2 separate regions of the Mus musculus genome follow, and region 2 is linked to region 1. The links are chromatin contacts, called in public HiChIP or PLAC-seq maps. All regions are on one chromosome and are shown on one strand. Each heading gives the region's core, a stretch centred on a gene start, on an enhancer-like site or on the middle of the called end of the contact. The rest is flanking DNA. Distances are from core to core; before and after follow the strand shown. Region 1 overlaps Oxr1 (oxidation resistance 1). Region 2 overlaps Oxr1 (oxidation resistance 1).

Region 1 (3,888 bases), core at 1,367-3,866:
TTGTTCTTCCTGGCCAGTTTGTCCCAAGGCCACTCCTGCCTCTGTGAGACTCAATATTTCCTCACCTCACTATTTTGAGGAAATAGGGGAGTGGCTGGAAGAGACTGGGAGTCTGTTCATCTGCATTTCTTGCTGCCACAGTTATTTAACCGGTTATGATAATCCTGAATCTGGAGGTTGTCAGTATCTTTGTTCCAAGATATTTCTGACAAATTGTAGAAGAGAGTAAATTTAGGTGTCCAGACTGCTACATAGTCTAGAATACAGGACTAGGTTTTCATTGTGTTAGACTGGTGAGAAATAAGGGGCGTTGCAGTTAAAGAAATGTAATGACTGGACAAGTATTTGTTGTCTATTTTATGTTTCTGTAGCAAGTTACCTGAGGCCTGGCACTTTGCAAAAAGGAAGCAATTATGAACCTTTTAGTTCTGAGATACATGAGCATGACAGCAGTTCTCTGCATGTCTCTGGTAAAAGTCACATTGCAAGTGGCATCTAAATGACAAGTGTGTTTGCAGAAGAAAGGCACATGGCCATCCAGGAAAGAGATTGAGCTCTCACACAACCTATTCTCTCCAGAACCAATCCAGTCTCATAAGATTTGCATTAATCCATCCCAAGGTCACTTCCTACATGAATGAATTACTCCCACTAGCCAATACATCATTCATTGGTCTGTGTGAATATGTGTGTGTACATATGTGTACATGCACACACACACAGGGTACATGAATTTTTTCATGTGTCCCCACTGTGCAGGTATGTGTAGAGGTCAGAGATCTGCTCTGAACACATGCTTGCATGGCAGGCATTTTATTAACTGGTCCATCTCTCAAGCCCTTCCCCCACCTCCTTACTGTTCCCTTATCTCAACTCTGCTGTATTGAAAACTAGGCTTCCAGCATGGGCACATTCAGAAGGTTGTGGAACCCATAACAAACTATAGGAAGCAACAATACAAGCAGATTCTGAGTATCAAATGATGTCAACATGCCACACAAAAAATAAAGGTTTAGAAATTAAAATCAAAATGAACACATGTAATACAGGTCATACATATAAGATATTGGAAACCATAAACTTGGTGCAAACATATACCCTCAATATTAATGCTCATCCTATCTAGCATGAGTATGTATTTAAAGGTTACTTAAAAAAAACAACAACTAGGACCCAGAGATTGGAGTAAAAATATAGTAATCTAGTTTCCTAAAATTTCATAATCACTTTGCATCTGAGTCCAACAGCAGATATCAAGCTTGACTAAGGAAGAAGAAGCCAGGGTCTGGCCATTTCACTATGGCTCACATTCTCGCCTTTTCTCTTTACCATGTGATCATTCTTCAAACAACATGTGCACACATTTGTGACGGTATAAAGAATTTGTTAACAGTGACTCTACTGCTAATGTGGAGTCTCAGCATTCTACTCCTCCACCTCTGCCCTCCCACAGGGGAAGAGGATGCCTAGCCAGAATGTTATACCCATCAATAGTTCATGGGCTCTACTAACAGACTTAGAACTCAGCAAGAAATCTAACACACATAACAAATGACTACTTTGTTTGAATTTCATATTTAGAATAATTTAATGTATATACACAGACTGCATATGTATATTGTGTATCTCTCTCTCTCTATCTATCTATTTATCTATCTATCTATCTATCTATCTATCTATCTATCTAACAAATGTTCCTCATTGCTTGGACAAATATCTGACAGATGCAACTGAAGAGGAAAGGAATATTTTCTGGCTTATGGTTTTAGGGAATTTTAGTTCATCCTAGCTAAGGAAGAAGTGTAGGAGTGGCTCAGTCTGTAGTGGCAGATTATGCAGTGGCAGCTTCTCACATGGCATAAATCAGCAGAGCGCTAGACTAGTGGTCTGCAGCCTGATAGCCCCATGTTACAAAGCCTCCACGGTGTCTCCAATCAGAGCACACATGCAGAGACCAAGTGTTCAAATACAAGCACTTATGAGACAATTCACACTAAGACATAAAAATGTGTGTGTGCGTGTGTGTGTGTGCGTGTGTGTGCGTGTGTGTGCGCGTGCGTGCGTGCGTGCGTGCGTGCGTGTGTGCGTGTGTGTGTGCGTGTGTGTGTGTTACCTCTCCCAATTCCAAAGGTTGTGCCTAAGTTTTTAAGCAGTCTGCTTCTGGATTTATCATTTTTTCTAAGAAATATTACTATGAAATTCTCCTAGAACTTTTTTATGTCTGCTGTTATTTCTATAATATATTTAAAGCTTATGGGTTTATATATAATATATTTAAAGCTTCAATATAAACATTTTTCAGTAATCTCTATAATAACTTGTTTCTTTGAATAGATGGCCATAGAAATTATGTCCCTGTAAAGTTAAAAGTAAGAATAGAAGGATTTTTGTAGCCTTTTTATGTTTATGCGTGTGGATGGAATTTTTTTTGCTTTTATTTGCATAATGAGCTGGTGTCTTTTGTTCTCTGTAAGCGGTTTTTTCCTGAAGCTGTAATCTCTTGCAGAATGAATAGGGTTTTTTTTTTTAAAAACATCAAAGGACATTTGCAAAGTGTTGAAGGAATTTTATATGTTATGTAAACCAATGGGCTAGTCTTGTTTGCTTAATCTTAGGAAGGAAATAATGGGGTGAAAGTCACTGGCATTTAAAAAATACAGTCGCACCTAGCACAGATGGGAATGTGTGTCATGTTTGCCTTCTTTGGTGTAAACTTTGTTCATTCCATATCTAGTTCTTTCAGCACTAAAAATGGGAGCATTTAGCATTGTTTTCAACTGCCTTACTTTCTAAGAGCTGCTTTAGGAAGAAGGGTGTATTGATCTCTTTGTAACACTGAGAACAACACTTCCCTTCCCTTTCTCCACTTCTGAGTGTCTGCCATTTGTAAAATGTTTCTCCACCTCTACAGAAAAAAAAAAGTTGTTACCTATTTTATAGAGTCAGAAGTCTGAGAAGTAGGGCAGAGGCAGAGCTCAGAATATCTTAGAGTTGATATTGCCGCCTCTATCATAGAGAAAATGAAGTCTTGTGAATAACATAGTCAACTACCAAGTGCTTTCAAAGCATACTCAAAGGGAAGTGGCTTTAACATCATTATGTTTTCTCCCTGTAAGTCAGAAAGGACAAATTAATTTTAGGGTATTTTCAAAGTATCAGCAATGCACTATAGTAATGAATACAATCAAAATATATTGTATAAAATCCTCACAGTATAAATAAAAACATTATTTTTAAAAAGTGTTCAACACCCTTTAGCCATCGGGGAAATGCAGATGAAAACTGTGGTAGATTCAACATCACCCCAATTAAAATGGCTACCATCAAGACTATAAATGACATTAAAATATGTTGGTGATATAGAGAAAAGGGAATCCTCACATGTTATTGGGGGAAATAGAAATAGTGCAACCACTGTGGAAAGCAGTCTGGGAACTTCTCAAAAATCTAGAAATAGATATACCATATGACCTAGATATAACACTCCTGGGATATACATATGACTTTATCCAACCAACTACGAGTTGTGTGCCCAGCCATGTTCACTAATGCTAGGAAAATGGCTCAGATGATGTGTACTGTGAGTTAACTGAGAAATGAATTAGGAAATTATGATATACATACAATGGAATTTTTTCAGCCCTAAAAAGGCACTGACCTTATGAAGTAGCAAAAAAATTTTGGAGATGGAAAATACTATATTGAGTGAGTTAACACAGGCCCAGAGAGGCAAACACTGCATTCTTTCTTGACTGTGTATCACAGCTACTAGTGATACGGAATGAATTTAGAAACGTGGAAATTAAAAAAGGGGCCATGGAAGGGGAGGAAAGGCCTTCGAATAGTCTCTTAATGATACCAAAATAAATATATACCAATGCCTCTTCT
Region 2 (3,490 bases), core at 796-3,295, 130 kb after region 1:
TCCTTGAACCAGGACCTCACATATTCTAAGCAAGAACTTTACCCCTGAGATATATCCCTGACCTCTACTTTATAATGTCACCTTGCTTTATGTCATTTTAAAAGTGTAAGTTTTGGCATAGCTCAATAGAGATATTTACAAACTCTTCGATTTATTTAATTCACTAAGCTGCTTATTGAATACCCCATAGTCCCAGGCATGCCTACAGGTACGTGAGGGCCATCGATTAACAAAACATGCAGCCTCCTGCCCTTGAGAGACTTAAACTTCATAACAAGTAACAATTTTTCGGGTATGTCAAAAGAACATTACAAAATGTAAAGATAAAACATTCGAACAGAGCTAAAGACAGGGTGTTTACACTGAATGTTTAAATAAGAAGAACAAAAGGGGGCTTGGGAACTTTCAAGTAATGGATTTCAGAGGAATATCAGGGGTTTTTGTTTGTTCTTTGTTTCCCCTTGGGGTTTCTATTCACTAGAACAAATGGTTCTTTTCCTTTATCAAATCAGTGTGTGAAGAACTAACACACATTACGGATACTTACGGAATACTTCTCTCCTCGCCTCTTTCTCTGGCTTTTATGACACAGTTATCTCCCTCTGTATCCTAGAATGGCTTGCAACTCACTGTATAGCCCAGGCTGGCCTCACACTCATAGTCAGTCCTTTTTCCTAAGCTTTTAGAGTGCTATGATCTCAGGCTTGAGCCAAACATACCTAGCTTCCGAATACATGTTTAAAGCAAAGAAATGAAGCGCTAGGACTTGAGTTGTGTATCCCCTGAAACTCGTGTAACCCTAACCTCCAAGGTTCTTTGTTAAAAGCCAGAGCCTTTGGGACTGAATTAGGTCAAGAGGACAAAGCACTCATGATGGGGCTCACACTCTTCTTAGAGGCACAAGAGAGATGCCCCATCCTTCCTACCACGTGAGATTAGAACAGCACGTGGATGCCTAGGGAAAAGCAGATCTAGAGATTCTTACTGCACACAGATCCTTACTGCGCACAGAGACTAAACCTGCACCTCCATCCTTGGAGACATTAGAAGGAAATCTCTTTCTCTTCTACCTTCCTTCCTTCCTTCCTTCCTTCCTTCCTTCCTTCCTTCCTTCCTTCCTTCCTTTTTTTAAATAATTTGCCCAGTTTGTGGTATTTGGTTTTTCCAACCTGAAAAGACAGGAAAACAATCTAACATCAATGGTTCAACCTTAAGGAATATGTTTTTATACTTTTCAGCTGTATTATAAAACTTTATTGTTTATAAAAAATGAGCTGGTATATTTGCTTTCATTCCCCATCTGCAGTGGCTTTCCCTCTGATTCCCTAGTTTGCATGGTCCACAAGGTCCCTCCTGACTGGATCTCTATTCCGCATTCTGTGTCACCATCAGGTTCTCCTCACTGTCCACACCGCAACCACGTCAGGCTAATCCCTTTTCCTCTGTGCTAAGCTCTCTTTCTCACCTCCAAGTCTGCAGAGACACTCCCAGGCTCCCTCCAGCTGCCCTCTAAAGACCATCTTAATCTTTCTGGTTGGGTGCCTTCCCAGGTCACACTAACTGTAAATCAGTGACTCCACCGTCACTTTTCCCACAGCATCCTGTGACATTCTTCCTCATGGCATTGGCTTCTCCTTTGGTCTTGTTTGTTTCCTTCTCTGGGAGCTCCCTGGGGACACCAACCATTGCTTGTCACAGTAACTCTAATAATTCACTGCACAGTTTATGACCTCTGTTATGTTTTAACTGACTAACCCACAAGTTGATTCTCTGTCCAGACTAAACTCAGCCATACAGTATGTTCTAAATCCTGTGTCTTCTATTGCATGCGTGCTTCCAGCTATTAAAATCTCTCTTACAGTTTCCCTTCATCATACTCTAGGATGACTAAAACATTACATTCATCTTGCTCGCTCGCTCTCTCTCTCTCTCTCTCTCTCCCTCTCTCTCTCTCTCTCAGTTTTTTTCCACTCAAGATGACAACTTAGTGGCCTTAGTCATGCCTCTTCTGCTGAGATACCTCCTACAGGCACACTGTTGGTCACTTGAGTCTCCTCCTGCCAGATTCTTCTTGGCTTTGTCACAGTTCTGTCAGTACACAGATGACAGATAGCTTCTTTTATCTTCCCTTTGGCCTCTGCAGAATTGTTCTAGTCTAGGTCAGTACTGCTGGCTGATAGCTTCCAGGTCCTGCTAAGGCTCTTCTGTCTTCATGCAATACAAACAGACCTGCTCTGTTCAGTGAGATTTGATGCCTTCATTCAGAATTGCTTGTTGCTTCACCTTCTTTTGCTAAGTGTGCATGCTTTATAATGGGAGAAAGTGTTCGCAGATATCTTCACACATCTGGAGAATCAAGATTTTGTTGTCAGAAAAACTAGCAGTGACAGCACAGGGTCCCCAATGAAGGAGCTAGAAAAAGGACCCAAGGAGCTGAAGGTGTTTGCAGCCCCACTGGAGGAACAACAATATGAAGTAACCAATATCCCCAGAGCTCCCTGGGACTAAACCACCAATCAAAGAAAACATAAGGTGGGACTCATGACTCTAGCTGTGTATGTAGCAAAGGATGGCTTTTTCAGTCATCATTGGGAGGAGAGGCCCTTGGTCCTGTGTAGGTTCTATGCCCCAGTATAGGGGAATGCCAGGACCAGGAATGGGAGTGGGTGGGTTGGAGAGCAGGGAGAGGGGGGAAAGGATAGGGGATTTTAGGAGGAGAAACTAGGAAAGGGGATAACATTTGAAATGTAAATAAAGAAAATATCTAATAAAAGACAAAGAAAAAAAGAATAACTAGCAGTAAGCATCATTCGCTCAAACACAGATGTTATGAATATGAACCTCATGTGTCAAATGAAAATGAAAGAAACAAGAAAGAAATAGAAATACTGATAATTCCTTACTTTTAAGCACCCCATAGAGATAATACTGGCAGATTGGTGGGGAGAAATAATAGCCGGTATTTTAATTTTATTTTTCTTTTTTATTTCCATTTTTTGAAGTGTTAGAGACCAATCCCATGGCTTTGTACAGGCAAGGAAAGTGTCTCGCCACTGTGCTGTACGTCCAGCCCTTAATGGCTAATACCCAAAGACTTCTCAGCACTTCGACAGTCAAACCTTCCATCCCCTGTGCTTCAGTTGTTTCTCATGAGCTCTTGAAGCATTTTGTAGGTAAGGTTTGAAAGGCTTAGAAAATGTCAATGCTCTGCCCGGGCTAGGATTCCATAGAAATTACAGGACAAAGGCAGCAAGCCAAGGCAGAAGCTAGTCATTTTCACTATGCCTCCCCATTTGTTAGCTATACTTTCTGTGCCCTTCCAGAACCTTATCTCTGTTTAATGTTGGGACTTGTCCATAGACAAGAGGCTATCAGACAGAGAATTCCTTCATCCACTAGCAAAACTCTCAATTAACCTACAAGTGCAAAAATGATTCCTCTGGGTCTTGGTTTTAACTACTTGGCGTACTGTCAAGGAAAGAATGAACAG

The links. HiChIP or PLAC-seq counts read pairs in DNA pulled down with a chosen protein or histone mark.
Region 2: an HNF4G HiChIP or PLAC-seq map of pancreatic cancer cells shows a contact between it and region 1. The contact joins two enhancer-like sites. A contact is called at or near these places in 1 of 484 Hi-C or Micro-C datasets (the HL-1 cell line) and 1 of 115 datasets of contacts at active chromatin or transcription factors (pancreatic cancer cells).

Annotation. Positions count from the first base shown.
Region 1 is chr15:41,595,160-41,599,047 of GRCm38.p6, forward strand. The region is part of intron 2 of Oxr1 (oxidation resistance 1); the gene reads left to right. Among named protein-coding and RNA genes, the nearest start is that of Oxr1, 150 kb to the left of the region's middle. Within about 2 kb of position 2,617, at least 5 of the 459 cell types and tissues checked have an H3K27ac peak or open chromatin away from gene starts, as enhancers often do. A contact at or near this core is called in pancreatic cancer cells, where this site is marked.
Region 2 is chr15:41,725,701-41,729,190 of GRCm38.p6, forward strand. The region is part of intron 3 of Oxr1 (oxidation resistance 1); the gene reads left to right. Among named protein-coding and RNA genes, the nearest start is that of Abra, 140 kb to the right of the region's middle. Within about 2 kb of position 2,046, at least 62 of the 459 cell types and tissues checked have an H3K27ac peak or open chromatin away from gene starts, as enhancers often do. A contact at or near this core is called in pancreatic cancer cells, where this site is marked.